3 separate regions of the Mus musculus genome follow, and regions 2 and 3 are each linked to region 1. Evidence: chromatin contacts called from public promoter capture Hi-C data. All regions are on one chromosome and are shown on one strand. Each heading gives the region's core, a stretch centred on a gene start, on an enhancer-like site or on the middle of the called end of the contact. The rest is flanking DNA. Distances are from core to core; before and after follow the strand shown. Region 1 holds the start of Platr22 (pluripotency associated transcript 22). Region 2 holds the start of F13b (coagulation factor XIII, beta subunit). Region 3 holds the start of Lhx9 (LIM homeobox protein 9).

The links. Promoter capture Hi-C pulls out the DNA fragments that hold promoters and counts their contacts.
Region 2: a contact with region 1 is called in a promoter capture Hi-C map of liver, with 3 times the contacts expected there. The contact joins the promoter of F13b here to the promoter of Platr22 in region 1. A contact is called at or near these places in 1 of 39 promoter capture datasets (liver) and 1 of 115 datasets of contacts at active chromatin or transcription factors (embryonic stem cells).
Region 3: a promoter capture Hi-C map of hippocampal neurons shows a contact between it and region 1, with 3 times the contacts expected there. The contact joins the promoter of Lhx9 here to the promoter of Platr22 in region 1. A contact is called at or near these places in 5 of 39 promoter capture datasets (the 3T3-L1 cell line, embryonic stem cells, hippocampal neurons and 2 more) and 2 of 9 other capture datasets (adipose tissue and liver).

What each region holds. Positions count from the first base shown.
Region 1 is chr1:136,694,171-136,699,301 of GRCm38.p6, forward strand. It overlaps Platr22 (pluripotency associated transcript 22), which reads left to right and starts at 2,041. Exons shown (of 5, transcript NR_037986.1): 1 at 2,041-2,221. It also overlaps the pseudogene Gm24086.
Region 2 is chr1:139,499,169-139,504,299 of GRCm38.p6, forward strand. It overlaps F13b (coagulation factor XIII, beta subunit), which reads left to right and starts at 2,539. Exons shown (of 12, transcript NM_031164.2): 1 at 2,539-2,644; 2 at 4,593-4,793. The coding sequence starts at 2,578.
Region 3 is chr1:138,839,759-138,844,889 of GRCm38.p6, forward strand. Lhx9 (LIM homeobox protein 9) reads right to left here and starts at 2,686. Exons shown (of 5, transcript NM_001042577.1): 1 at 2,050-2,686; 2 at 115-317. The coding sequence starts at 2,223.

The DNA of each region.
Region 1 (5,131 bases), core at 791-3,290:
TGGGAGTGGGGGGATGACATCCTTGTGGAGACAGGGATGGGATGGGAGGAGGTATGGGATGTGGAACAGTCAGATGGTGGGCCAGGAGGGGAATAAATTTTGGAGTATAAATAAATAAATAAATAAATAAATAAATAAATAAATAAATAAAAGAAATCCTAAGTCTTTTTTTTTTAAAGATTTATTTACTTATTATATGTAATATACACTGTAGCTGTTTCAGACACACCAGAAGAGGGAGTCAGATCTTGTTACGGATGGTTGTGAGCCACCATGTGGTTGCTGGAATTTGAACTCTGGACCTTCGGAAGAACAGTCGGGTGCTCTTACCCACTGAGCCATCTCACCAGCCCCAAAATCCTAAGTCTTAACATATGAGATCATTCAAACGTTGAATCTCTCTGTGTGATTCTGCATGTATATTCATTTTTGCATATATATATACATATGTATATATATACCCAAACATACACATCTATATAAATATATAAACAAATATAGTTTTACTGGCCATAGCTGCATTAGTCATTTACATATTGTTTATGATTGCTTTCATTCTACAGAGCTGGTTATCAGTAGCAGACATTATGTCCTGAACCATAAACTTAACTCTTCCTCTCAGGGTGAAGAGAAATGGCAGTCCCCAATGCTTCTTTAATCTCAGTTAGTCACGGGCATACTTAACTCTCCTTCACGCAAAGCTTTTATTTATTCGACAAATACTTGCTGAGCACACCCCTTTTAAAACAATGTTTAACTCTGTCTCTGTGGTTAGGGAAGTGCATTCGGTGCCTGCCCTCAGCTCTCATCCTTTGGTTGCGATGGCCTTTGGTGACTGTGAGGGGAGAAAGGGAAGAGGTCCCATCCTTGGGTGCTTAGTGCAGCGGGGAGGTTTTGGAGGTAGGACCTGGCTCCTCAGACTGGGACACACCCACCTCCTACTTTGCGAGGCTTTGATCTTTGTGTCTGTGCCTCTGACCTCACTTCACATTGTAAAATGCTTCCGCAGGCGCCCTCTTCCCCTTCCAGCCCAACTTTCCATTTCCTCTGTCTTCTGTCCCAGGTGTTAAAGCTGTATTAACTAAAGATGGGCCAAGGGCACCGGAAAACCAGCTCTTGGCACTTAGGGCGTGTGCCCCAGAGCCAGCATACTTCAGGCTTTACATAGCCACTTTTTTTTTTTTTTTTTTTTTTTTTTTTTTTTTTTTTGAGACAGGGTTTGTATAGCCCTGGCTGTCCTGGAACTCTGTAGACCAGGCTGGCCTTGAACTCTGCAATCAGCCTGCCTCTGCCTCCCAAGTGCTGGGATTAAAGGCATGTGGCACCACTGCCCGGCTACGTAGCCAATTTAATCTGCTCTAGAAAAAAACCTTTCTTTCAAAAGCCAGGTACCTTTTATTCTGTTTCACAGATAGAAACCTTGAAGCTCAGAGAGGTGAAACAATTTGCCCAAGGTCTATTAAACAGAGGAGACTGGACTCTGAATTCAGACTGCAACTCCTGTTTGTAAGCTCTCAGTCATGTAGGTCAAGTGCCAGGCCAAGGAATTGGCATATTCTGTAATGCCAGGAAAGAGGTGAGTAGGAAGCGAGGCTACCTCACCCTGTCTCCCCTGGAAAACTGGTAGTGACAGACCAATGGATTTTGGATTTGAGCATTTCCCACCAAAGGACATAAATTCTAACAGGTAGGAAGTTCGGTGGTAGAGGAAAGCCAGGCATGCCTGAGGCCCAGTCCCCTCCATCAAAAACAAACGGACATCCTGACTTCTGACTACTCCTGGAGTAAGCAAGGGATAATTACCCACAATACCTGGGGCTGTGAATTCAGCAGAACTGACCAGACAGGCAAGGCCTAAGGTACAGGTGGAATGTTAATGACGATGCTAGAGAAAAGGGAGTGTCCAGTAAGTTTGGGGACCGCTGAGTGAGAGGCTTGTAAGATGTGGGCCTGGTGGATTCCTGTGCACAGCAGGGGGTTAGCCACCGCCCTGGGTCAGCAGGCACCTCTAAGGAGGAATGTTCCGAGGAATCAGTTTGGGAATGTGGCTTCAGGCCTGGCCGTTTCCTCTTTGTTTAGTTAGCGATTACCAAACACTTTTGTGTGGGTGCGGATCGGGCTACCGGACTGCCTTGAATCTCTGCTGCTTGCGCCCCGAAAAGGAAGAGGATCAGTACCACGTGACCACCGGCGGCAAGCTCCGTTAGGAAAAGATGTGAAGGTTAGTGAAACAAGATCATACTGGAGTTTTTTACAGAGCCTGGTGACTCAGGGATGGCTCGGTAAAAATACCTGTAGACTGAGGTCGTAGAAGCCGTCCTTGGTGACTAAGGTTTCACGTATCTCAGTTTGTCAAATTCTTTGTTAAGTGGTTCAAAACATTGAGAAAGACCTTAGGGCCCTAACAGAAACTTTCTTCTCAATGACACAGGAGGTCTCGGACTCTGAGTCAGTGGCCCTGGGCTCCAGAGCAAAGTAAGCATGGGAATGCATGGAATTTATTTGTAGTTTGCAGGAAATAAAGTGTTATTGTTAGGGACGTTTCCTGTCATAAACACACACACACACACACACACATATACATCAACACTTTAATTTGGCTTTAAAATAGCAACCTTAGATGTTGTTTTTGATCCAGGAACGTATGGGAAACCCCAAATTATATGTGTTTTGTGTTTTCTTTGCCTTTTTTGAATTTGTGGTGTAAGAATTCTCCATATTTCTCACAGATAGGATGTTAGATGTTTCTAGTTTCTTGGTGCTGTGCACGTAAAGATGTATGACTTCACTGTATGTGTGTGTGTAGGTGACACTGCAGTATAAATAGGGAGATTCTAGAGAGTTCTGTGATGCATTAGATATGAAAAACTAGCCTTTTGAGGCTGATGTGTAGCTCTGTGTCCCAGTACAAAAAGAGCAAAAAACTTAAAAAAATAAAACAACCTGGCGCACACCTTTAATCCCAGCACTCGGGAGGCAGAGGCAGGCGGATTTCTGAGTTCGAGGCCAGCCTGGTCTACAAAGTGAGTTCCAGGTCAGCCAGGGCTATACAGAGAAACCCTGTCTCGAAAAACTAAACAAACAAACAAACAAACAAAAAACCAACCCAAAACTAATAATAGCACTGGGACTCCCAATTAGGGAGGAAACTATTTATGTATGACATTCTCAAAAAGAAAATTTTAATTAAAAAAAAGAAAAGAGTGCTCACTTCGGCAGCACATATACTAAAATTGGAATGATACATCCTGGCCCCTGCTGCAAGGATGGCATGTAAATTTGTGAAGCGTTTCATAAATTAAAAAAAAAGAAAAGAAAAGAAAAGCAAGGTGGAGGGTGGTAAGCCTGCTTGGGGTGTGCCGGCGGGGGGGTGGGGGGTGGGGTGGGGGGCTTGGCAGAGTGCAGGATGTGGGGGTGGTGTGCGGGGGGGGGGGGGGGAGGGCGGGCGGGGGAGGTGCTGGGAAGGGAAGAAAGTCCAGCCTTCCTCCCCAGTGCTTCCCAAGGTTTTGGAAACTATCTTAGGGACTTTTCTTCTTGAGAGAGCAACACACATAGATATTCAACAGTTAGCACCGATGGTCTGGACCATCTACGAGTGTGGCTGAAGTGTTAAGGTCCTGGGGCTTATGTTAAGGAGTCAGTGTCCTGGGAGGTGTTAGGGTAGTGACCATTTGCCAGTTGATATATAAGGATGTTATTTTTATAATAATTTTAATTATTTGTGTATATAAGTATATATATTGGTACACATCACATGTGTGCTCCTGGTGCCCATGGAGATGAGGGGTCCAGGATCCCCTGGAACTGGAGTTATAGACAGTTGTAAACTATGTGGGTGCTGGTAATCAAGTCCGGGTACTCTGCAGGAGCAGCCAGTGTTTTTAACCACTGAGCCATCTCTCCAGCCCTGTGTTTTCTTTCTATTCATTTTTGGTTTTTCTTAGAGACAGGGTCTCACTGTGTAGCCCCACCTGCAGCTTGCTGTGTAACCCAGGCTGACCTTGAACTCACAGAGATGCCCTTGTCTCTCCTGACTACTGAGTGGTGGGGTTAAGTGTGCAACTGGGCCTTTTTCCTTTCTTCTTTTAGACCTATTTATTTTATTATTTTATGTGTATGAGTGTTTTTCTTGCAGGTAGGTCTGGACATCTTGTGCATCCTGAAGTTGGAGTTGGATGCTTGTGAACCCCCATTCAGTTGCTGGAAATGCAGATCCTTTATGAAATAGCAAGTGTTCTTATCCACTGAGCCATCTCTCCAGCTCTGGGCTTTATTTTCTCAATTGTAGTTAGCTTATTTCTTGGATTCAGAAAAGCCCTTTGGATAAGCCCTCAGCAGTGAGGGTCAGACTTGTGCATGGAGATAGAGAAGGCAGGAATGTGTCCTGATAGGCTTCCCTTAAGCCCTGGGCACACCCCTGTCGGCTTCAGGGAATGATTAAATTCCCGGGTTGCTCAATTGGAGTCCCGTTTCCGTTGCTAGATGAGGTGGCGATCTCTCCTGGCCCAGCCTCCACTTTTTTTGAAACAAGGTCTTGCTTCATAGACCCTGCTGACCTCAAAGTTGCCAAGATCCTCTTGCCTCAGCCTCTGGAATTCTGGGATTACAGGCACATACCACCCTGGGTTCACATTCTCTCTCCTGGCCTCCTCTTCTGGCTCTTTCTCACTTATTTATAGCAGATTGTGTGCTGTTGATTCTGCAGAGCGGTAAGACGGTGAGCCTCAGTAGCACTTTTTTGAGATGCGAGGAGGAGAGAGGAGAAACTCTGAGAGGGAAGGGGCAGGTTGCCAAACTGGTTTAACCCTGCTCTGGAAGGCCAACCAGAAAAAAACAAAAGTCCTAGCTTGGCTCAGAACAGTTTAGCTTACCAACAAAGGGAATTGGGGAAGAGAAGGAAGAAAACAGAAGAGAAAGGGTCAGGGGAAGGGCTCCAGGCTCCTCTCTGCAGGAGAGCTTCGAGGAGTGCTCAAAGGCCTGGCTTGGGAAACATGACTGTTTATTCTGAGGTGTGAGACCTGGGGGACATGCTACCCTGATCTATGGTGATATTTAACCTGAGGAGTGGAAGGAGAATTGTCTTCAAAAGCAGCAGGCTGTCAGTTTCCTGGAGATATTGCTTGCGCACTTG
Region 2 (5,131 bases), core at 1,289-3,788, 2.8 Mb after region 1:
CAATACCTCATTTCCCCATTCCCTCCATTATTGAAGCTTTCTGCCCCCAATACTGTCTCTCTTAACTTTCATTTTACCTGTATTTTACCATCCCCCTTGCCTCAAGGACTCACATGCCCACATTGGCCCTTTTCTAGGTTCCTGGCCTTGACATACAAAAGATTCTAAGCTAGGATTTCTATTCGAGGAACAGGTGGTGCTTAAGCACCAAGAACTTCAGTATAATCATTTTTAGTTCTACCCATCACAATGGCAATTTATGCCTTTCAATAATTTTAAATGAAAATGGACAAAAATCCTAGATTTTAAAAACAATAGAGTAGGGGCTGGAGAAGATGAGTCAACAGATAAGAGCATTTGCTACCTTCGATGAGGACCTGGCTTTGTTTTACAATACCCATTCTTAGCCATCTGTAAGTACAGTTCCAGGGACCCTCTTCTGGACTTTGTGTATATAATGTGTATAATGGAAGAGGTAAGTATTGTCTTAGTTAGGGTTTCCATTGTTGTAAAAAGTCACCGTGACCAAGACAGCTCTTATAAGGACAACCTTTAACTAATGCTGGCTACAGTTTCAAAGGTTCAGTCCATTGTCATCAAGGCAGTAGCAGGGTAGCATCCAGGCAGGTATGGTGCAGGAGGAGCTGAGAGTTTGACAACTTCATCTGAAGGGTTCTATACAATTGGTTTCAATGTTGTTAGGAGGAGGGTCTCATTGCCACCCTCCATATTGACACACTTCCTCCAACAAGGCCACACCTCCTAATAGTGCCACTCCCTGGGACAAGCTTATTCAAACCACTACAAATGTATTTAAAAAAAAAAAGACAACTATCCTGCCTATTGTCTAACATTGTTTTAAAGATAGGAACAGGCTGATAAAGAGGGAAGCAAAAACATTCCATTCAAATGTTTCTCAGTGGAGAGGAAGTGTGAGTGAAGGAGAGAAACAAAATTTAAATCAAAATAGCAGTGCCTTTGGGCTTTCAGAACTGTGAACTTAAGAAACACATTTTCTTTGAGTGCTGAGAATCAGTCATAGCGAAGACACAAAGAACTAAAATACCTGTCAAGACTGAATCAGAAAAAAACAAAACAAAACAAAAATTAGACAAATTAGAACAGACTTAAACTGAACAAGAAATTAAGAACAGAAAATCTAAAGACCTTTTCTAGATGGCGGTTTCTCCCAAATATTTTGAGATCAACTAGAACCACCTTGCTTTCATTGTGTCCAGAAAGAAGCAAAGAAGTTTCCAGACTCCTTCAGTAAAGCCAGCATCACAGGATACCAAAGCCGGACAAGGCTATTCCTGATGAACAGACACCAGCACAAACAGGAAATTAGTAAACGCAGGAGAGCACTGAATGGAGTGTATACCACCAACTAGGACTTGCTCTTGAGATACAAAGATATGTTAAATAAGGAACCTAATCAATATACCACAGCAAAGACCAGAAGGTTGGGGCAGCAGTTTAATACTGGGCACTGCTATGCTTTGAATATATATTCCGAATAATCACATGTAGGACCCAAAGTTCTGTAACACAATAGTTTTCAGAGGTGAAGCCTAGGTGAAAAGAGTTGAGAGCTTTTGGTGCAGCTTCTAAGAACTTGACATTTGTCACTGGGCTGGGACAAGAAGTAGGCTCAGATAAGAATATTAGAAACACGGACCGTGGGGCTTTACTTAATTATTATCTTGTGTGATCTCTTTGCTTACTACTTTGCTTGACTGCTTTCTTGTGTGATCTCCTTGTTTACTACTTTGCTTGATTACTTTGTCTTTGATCTAAGAACCGACCATGTTTTTTGAATGTTGCTAGAAAGGTATAAAAGCAGGCTGGAGAAAAATAAACCTGCCTCAGCCTCAGTACAGGTTGGAGTCGCGCTATAATTTTGTCTAGCTGTTTTTCTTTTTCAATCCTCTCTCCCTCACTTGAGACCTTGAAGACTGACTGAGTTGGCTAGGTCAGGAAAGTGTTTAGGCTGTGGAGACAGGGTCTTTATAACTTGTCCATAGTGGTCATTCAAAACTTTCTCATAAGTGAGTAATACTGTAATACCCAAATACAGCACATATTGTGCCTTACTGCTTTTATAATTTGCTGTCATACTTTAAGAGAAGATCATTTATAATTTGGGAGACTACAGGCCAAACAATGTATTTTCATATCAAGTGTCCACTGCCTCATGCTCTCTAAGTTCATCTTTGCTCAGTTCAAAGCTTGTAAACAGCAGCGAGCAGGTAGACTTTGCCCTAGGAATAAATAGTTGTGACTCTGACTTGAAATATACCCTTCCGTATTTGGCCTGTATTCATTATTTATGCTGCTGTCATTTTTTTGCCTATGTTGCCTCATATGTTCTTATTAAACTCAGAAAATTATTGTCAGCTAATACTGGCACAATATTTTCAATTATTTGAGACTAGTTTAAGTAAAATGTTACCTCGTTCCAAAGGTACTTAGACAGACATTGTAATTATTAACTTGTTTTGTCAAGAGAAGTATTGAGTATTTAGTAATGAGATCCTGGGTGCTTTAGAGCTGTAAAAATCTTCATGAGACACACTGATGATGACGCTGAGACACTTGCCATTTATTCTTTTATTAATCCTCTCAGGAGAACTCTATGCAGAAGGTAAAATTCTTTTATTACTCTTTATTCTCTAAAATACATATAGAGAAGAGAGAGTCTAAGTGTCATCTAAGTATCATAGTTCTTGAATTTTGACCTAATATTTCACTTTCACATGCCAGTTTTGTAATGCATGCTTTACATAAAAGTAACTTGTTTAAACATCTTGATAATGTTTCTTTGGAATCCTTTATTTCTCTAGATTTGGGAGCACGGGGAGCCAGGGTCTAACTACTTTAAAGTGTTTTCTGGTTTATTAGTTATTCGCCAAATTAATGCTGATAATGCTGGTAATCTGGTCAATTTGAAAGTCACATATTTGCCTTAATTATAATTTTAGGCAAGGATCTATGCATAATAGTAACACTTGCATAAGTTTAGTTCTCTCCTCTTTTTAAGAGGAGAGAATATAATGTGGGAAATTTGAAAAAGAACAAAATCACTAGCAAGGTTTCTCCTCATGATTCTATTTTCTTTGGAGTTATTACATAGGGATTATTTTGATGCCAATATTGTTGATTATAGAAACAGGGATATTGGGAGACAGTGAGAGATATGAGTCTGTCAAAATAATGCTATAAATCAAATTGTCCAGAGATATCAACACTACAGATTTGATGTATCAGCCAGGACAGTGAGCCCATTGGTTGGTGTTGTCTCTTCTTTCCAGAGCAGTGGCCCTTGTGGCCATCACTGTCCTCCATAGCAGCTACTTTGGGTCTTACCATGGTAAACGTGTGATTATGCATGGGAAATACTAGAATGTTTGGGAACTTGACTGTGTGTGTTTCACTAGATGCTGACAATGGTGTGGTGACTATAATTTTGTCTTGTTTTTCTCAGCTCTGGCTGACATTATCATTATTTTCTTTCTAAGGCAGCAGAACATGGAGGTAACCATTCTGACTTCATTACCATGGGACACTTTGCCTCCTCAAACAAGTCACATGGCTTATATGCAACTAGGTTCTTTCATTCATTATTACCCTTTTGAAAATGATTTGAAATTATAGGCGTCTATCAAGCCCACTCTATTGGAAGATTGTCTAAACTAGTGGTTCACAACCTGTGAGCTATGACCCCTTTGGAGTCATGTATCGGATGTCCTGTATATCAAATATTTACATTATGATTCACGACAGTAGCAAAACTATACTTAGGAAGTAACAAAATAATTTTATGGTAAAGGGATCATAACAACATTAACTGTATGTATGAAAGGGTCACAGTATTAGGAAGGTTGTGAACCACTAGTCTAAACTAGTGGAGGTGTGTAAGCTATATGCAAAATTTTAATCGCTGAATGTAAAAGATTTGATCATCCATGGGTTTTGGCATCTATGGGGAGCCTTGGAGTCAACTCCCTGCCAATACAGAGTATCAACTGCATGGTTACTGAGCACTGAAACAGTTGATCCAAGCAGAGCTGATCTGTGAATGGAAGGCCTGCTGGATTTAAAAAGTGTGAACAAAGAATATAGAACACTTTAACATATTAGATTAAATAAACCCTATTATTAAAGCAAAGTAAGCATTCATTTTTATTTTTACTCTTACCAGTGTAACTTTCAGAAGTGTTAAAATTGCATGTGGGATGACATGGTGTATCTATGAGAGTGTTCTACAAAGCAAGGACAAGCTTCCAAGAAGTCACCGGTCAGTTACTCTGAGTAACACAGCTGTTCCGAATTGCCAGTTTATATAAAGAGCAGTGGGCATTATATTAGATATTTAGACTGAGACAGTATCACTTCTAAACTTAGGTTATGAAAGTAAGTGCAAACTGAAAGATCTGCCGAAACAAAAAACAAAAACAAACAAAACCAAAAACCAAAACCAAAACAAAAAAAGCAACAAAACCCCCTCAACCTTTTAGAAATGTTGTTTCCTCATGAGTTTTATGGGTTTTTGAATGTTTTTCTGTTTTCAGCTTGAGTTTTCCTCATTTCAGAGAAACAGTGTGATTTTCCTACCGTGGAAAATGGAAGGATTGCCCAATATTATTATACGTTTAAAAGCTTTTACTTCCCCATGAGCGTAGACAAAAAACTATCATTCTTCTGTTTGGCTGGCTATGCAACCGAAAGTGGGAAGCAAGAAGAGCAAATCAGGTGCACAGCAGAAGGCTGGTCTCCAAACCCAAGGTGCTACAGTAAGTCAGTGCGTGCTGTCAGCACTCGTTCCCGAGAAAAGAATGTTTATTTATATTAAATATGATCACTGATTAAACTTTATATACATAAATAACAAGAAAAGTATGGTTATAAAATACCCTACATAAAATTCTGTAAATGAGCTGCTATTAACAATAAGTCGTTTTATTTGGTTTTAATAGCACTTGGGAAGAAATACCAAAAATGTACACGTAAGCCGGGCGGTGGTGGCGCACGCCTTTAATCCCAGCACTTGGGAGGCAGAGGCAGGTGGATTTCTGAGTTCGAGGCCAGTGTGGTCTACAAAGTGAGTTCCAGGACAGCCAGGGGGCTATAC
Region 3 (5,131 bases), core at 1,436-3,935, 2.1 Mb after region 1:
AAAAAAAGGGACAGAGAAGGGACTCCGGATTCTCGCAGTGGCTCTATCGCAGTGGTTCTATCTGGTGAATTGGGTCAGAGGAGTGTGTGAAGGGGCTGGGGGTGGGGGCAGTACCTGTAATAATCCTCCTTGCAGTAAATGCTACCGTCCTTGGCAAAGCAGGTGAGCTCAGATTCCAGAGCCAGCTTACATTCACAGCACTTCAGGCACCTAAGATGCCACTGTTTGTCTACGGCCAGCAGATAGTACCTGTCGGAGATCTTGCCCCCGCAGCCGGCGCACAGAGCAGGCTTCTCCGGGCTGAGAGGGGGCATACCCTGTGAAACAAGCACAAGGCAAGGCTGAGGGTGGGTTCGGGGCGTTGCCGCACAACCCGGGACGTCCTGGCAGAACGGCAACCCCAGCGCAAAACAGCACACCATTACAAGGGCCACAGAAACATTTGCAACTTCCCCCCATTTTCAACATTCTGTTCCCCTTCCTAGCATCCTGATCCTCCTAGCCTTGTGACCCTAAAAAAAAATCTCAACATCTTGAGCTTGCTGAGAGCCTACAGGATGTTTTGATGGGCGGTCCAGAAGGAGAATAACTAAGGCTAAAAATGTGTAACTTTCAAATAATACACAAAATAAAATAACAAACTGTTATTGAGAACTAGAATTCTGAAGTACGTGAATCTTTTATACACAGACAATACTATAATTCCTTTTTTTTTAATTTATATAGGCAGAATAATTTGGCCGTCGTTGTGATTCGGACATACCTAACAGCTCTTGCTGTTAAGGCCGTCGCCCTAGCCCTATCCTTGGTGAGAAAGTGAAGTGCCTGTCCTGAAAGAAGAGCCCCATCCATTCTTTTCCGTACACTCGCTCTTTTCTCTAGCCAGCACAAACAGCACAGATAATTATCTTGAATTTTTGATTCCCAAACTAAGACCTAGTTCCCAAATGAGGCTAGCTAAGGCGGTAAAACTTATTCTGAGAAACACAGTTGGGATGTGGTTGCCGCTTTTAAAATAAAGTAGCCATTACAAGTAAAAAGTTCACCGCTGGACCCTTTCCTCAGACTAGCAGAAACAGTCCGGGCTTCCCTTATTACATTCTGGTGGGCATGGGAAGGATAAATTTCGTCCTTTACTCAGATATTGGATTCTCACTGAATTAATTATACAAATAGCGACAGTGGACTATTATCCCAAAACCTCGCTGTTCTTGTCTAGAGCCCTCTCGGGTCAGTTTGAGCTACAGTCCTTGCTGTTATACAGAGGGTCTACAAAGCACTCTTTGCCCGGAATCATCTCCGCAGACTTCTGTAGTTTTTTCCCCCTTTGGTGCGTGGAAGGGGGACATGTTTAGGTTACTAGTATTTTCACGAAGACATAATAACTGCTGTTACGAATAGGAACCGCAATAGTAGATTCCATCTCTTGAGGTTGTAGCGCTCATGTTCTTGCTTTTAGACTAGGGACCCGCTCCTTCGCATTTTATTTGATTTGATTTCCCACTATCCAATACACTGGTCCCATAAGGAAGAGAAACGCAATTTTTGTGACGACCAGAGCAGCTGAACTGTCCTGCAGAGCCCCTAACAATCTCTGGTTTCGGGTGCTGAGCTCCGAAGAATGGGAAAAGGACCAGAACGTTGAGGTCTACTCTGAAGGTCTTGTCTTCTATCCCAGGGCAAGGACGCCAGGCCGGTAAGTAGTCCCCCTATTAACTGCACCAAGGCTTGCCCTGGGGGCGGGCGGATCCGGCCTGGCGGCCAGGTCGCGGGAGACTGGAGTTTGTGGTTGGCAGGGAGCACGCCCGCTCCTTCCAAGGCCCGCTGCCCTGTCGGCTCGGGATCAGCTGCTATACAAAGACTGGAGAGCTCAGGACTACAACATCTTAGACACCTCGATTCGGAAAGGGAACCTTGCCTAGCAAGCACGCCTCTCGTGAAAACCTTGCGAACATCCCTAGGCAAAAGTCCCCGGGACCCGCCATCCCCAACCTGGGCGGACCGGGAGACTCGCTGTTTCCCGGGCGCCGCGCCCGGACTGGTCCTTACCGCGTCGCGGCCGTTGAGCTGAGTGCCTTTGGTCAGACGGGCCTCAGTCTTGGATCTGCGCTCCATCTCCTCCATGATACCTTGGATGTGGCCTCCGGAGATTCCGTGGAAGAGCATGGCTGGGGGGCGGAAAGGACACGAATTGTTTTCGGCTCGGCACCCCACTATTTCCATAAACACACGCCTGGGGCTCTCAGTTCATTCGAGTGAAGAAGCAAAAGCGACCGCACAGGGCTGCGCGATGCAGAAGCGTAGAGACGCGTTGGGGAACAGGGACAAGAGAGGAAAGAAGAAAACGACAGAGTAGAAATAGCTCTACTTGAGAGGGAAAAGACCGAGGCAAAAGAACGACGGGGAAGGGGGCGGGGGGGGGGGATATCCAGGGTTTTCCAGAAGGAGATGTGCAGAAAACAAACAAACGCGGACGGAGGGAAAAGCAGGCGATTCTAACTGCAGCGAGAGATCGAGTTACTAATGGAAAACAACTGCCGAGGGGGGTTGAAGTGGGGGGGAGGAAAACAAAATCTAAGGAAGAAAGAAAAATAGTTTTGAACACAAAGAAAGAGAACGAAGTGCTAGATTCAGCGGTCCCCGGCTGCCTGCAAGTTCCCAGTGCCTGTAGGTTGCGTTGGGGACTGCTCCAGCCGGAGCTGTGTCCAATTTGTTAAGAGACTAAAGCCAGCCCATTTTTGATAATTTAGTAGGAGGAGTCCTCTCCCTGGAGCTGCCACGGATTTTTATTCAGACAACAAAGACCTGTCATACCTCCTCTCAACCCCCTGGTGATGGGCAAGCAGGGACAAACATTACAAAGGGGTGGGGGACTGGGGGAAAGGCAGAAGGAGGGGGTCTTTACCCCCTCCCCACATGCGCGCCTGCACACACACACACACACACACACACACACACACCCTCAAGCATACATCTTTCCAAGAGTTCCCAACAGTCATGTTTTCAAAGCGGTAAAGGAGCCCTTATTGTCCGCATCCTGGATTTGATCCTAGTTTATCCGACCCCAGCCAGGAGTGCACAGAAGATCAGTTCCAAACCTTAAGTTTCCTTCTCATCTACAGACTTTTTTAAATCCCCGTTTTACAAGACTGTCACCAGAAATGTATAAAAACCCCACAGACTTTGAATCACTCCACGGAAACGGTACTTTTAATGTATGCTCCCTTGCTCCCCATCTCTTCTTAACTTACTTATTAAAAGCACTCTTCAGACAGTTGTCTGCTTGCCTAACCTCCCCGAGGGCAGGCGGTGCCACCAGGCTCTGAGACGTCCACCAAAGTGAAAAAGGGGCGTGGAGAGCCTACTTTTCTGAGTAATACTTTTGGAAATATATATATTTACTATATATATATATACATATATATAGTAAATTTTTCGAGTGTACAGGCCAGGACATGCTTTTGTAGACTGTATACTTAACAGAACCTTGACCGTGGAGCGGGTTACTCTTTTACCTAATTCTAGATTGAAGGTAAACTTGGAATTCTAGAGTCCCCTTTGGAATTTGTCACCGTGCACAGGTCTTGGGTGAGCTGGATGCCCGACTAGGGTAGGACGACGAGGCAATAGCCGCTAGTGTTCCACACACTTAGAAGGGTGTGAAAGAGGCTCTGGGTGGAGGCGGGGAAGTGAGAACTAACAGGCAGGATGGCAGACTGCTCCTCACAAGAGATGGTATTGTTCTGTCGCCCTCTGTTCTAGTTAGCTCGGCCCTTCCCCTCCCTCTGGACCCATTAAAACGTGTCCACAATACCGCAATACTCTGATATTGTGGATTCACTGAAACGACCACGGGGTGGGGGTGGGGGGAGTCCTAGGATCGTGATGCCAGGAGCAGCGACGGGAACTTAATCCGAAAGGGAAGAAAGCCTGGCCGCTCCCGCTCCTCTCTGCCTGCTCGCCAGTCTCGGCTTCACCACCACTTCTCGGGCTTGCGGGCGAGCATCGGGGCTTCTGTCTAGAAAGCTGGAGAAGCACCCCGCGGCACCGCCGCCTCCCTCCACCCAGGCGGCTCCACGTGGAACTTTAACCCAATCTGGAAGGAAGGCTGAGGAGAAGAAGCTGGGGAAAGGGGCTAGGGAAGGAAAGGAAGAAAGAAGAGAATAAAGGAACCGTGTGAATGAGAGGGGGACTTAGGAAGAAGAGAGCGAAGGACGTGAAAGTGGAAGGAAGAGTCGGAGAAGAAATGAAGAGGAGGAAACGACTCCCAGTGCTGCAGCCTAACTTCCTGTCCCAAAGCTTCACTTTCTGGGGCTCCTGGGGTCGCTTCTTCCTGAAACTCAAGTCTCCACTATTTCCCCACCTTTTCCCCTTTCTGGGTCAAAATAAAGTTATTTGCAGAGTGGGCGCTTTTAGGGTCCTCTGGGTGCCAGAATACAGCTCATAAAACACAATTTCACACAAAAAAAATGAAGCCAATCAAGTGAACTAAGCTGGAGAAGTCCCCCCTCCCCATTTTGGCAGCCCTACCTGACAGCAGGACGGCTATTTACTGTAAGTAATGTAATTAGCCCCTTTGGATGGAAATCAATGAGCTCTCTAAACCCACGTGCACACAAGAAGGGCCTCAAGGAGGGGCTGGGTCAGGGGCCCTTTCAGAGACAGCAGGTCTGCTCACAAAGGGGCAGATTGCCTTCTTACAAGTCAGCAGTTAAACTGACTCAGAGCCCAAGGAGGAGGAGGAAGAGGAGGGGTCTACCCAAGGAACTAGTCAATTAACCCAAGGAGGCTAGAAGCCCAATGTAAATATAGGACTGGGGTCCACTCTACCTAAACACTCCCCATTTTCAGATGGAAGTGTTTGGAATTGGCCTTGGATGTTGGATATTGCTCTGTCCAGCAAGGGCATTAAAAAATAACAATAATAACAAAACCCTAAAACTAAATGAAGGAAAACTTAAAAACAACTCTCAGGAAAAGTCATAAGTTTGGGCCAAGCACAAATATATCTTGTAAGCCTGCGTTCATTCATTCATTCTTTCATTCATCCAATCTGCTTTCTCTACACATATCTTTAAATTGTCTGTAAGGAGAAGCAGGGTAGAGTACTTCTTACCTCTGTTTCTAGCTG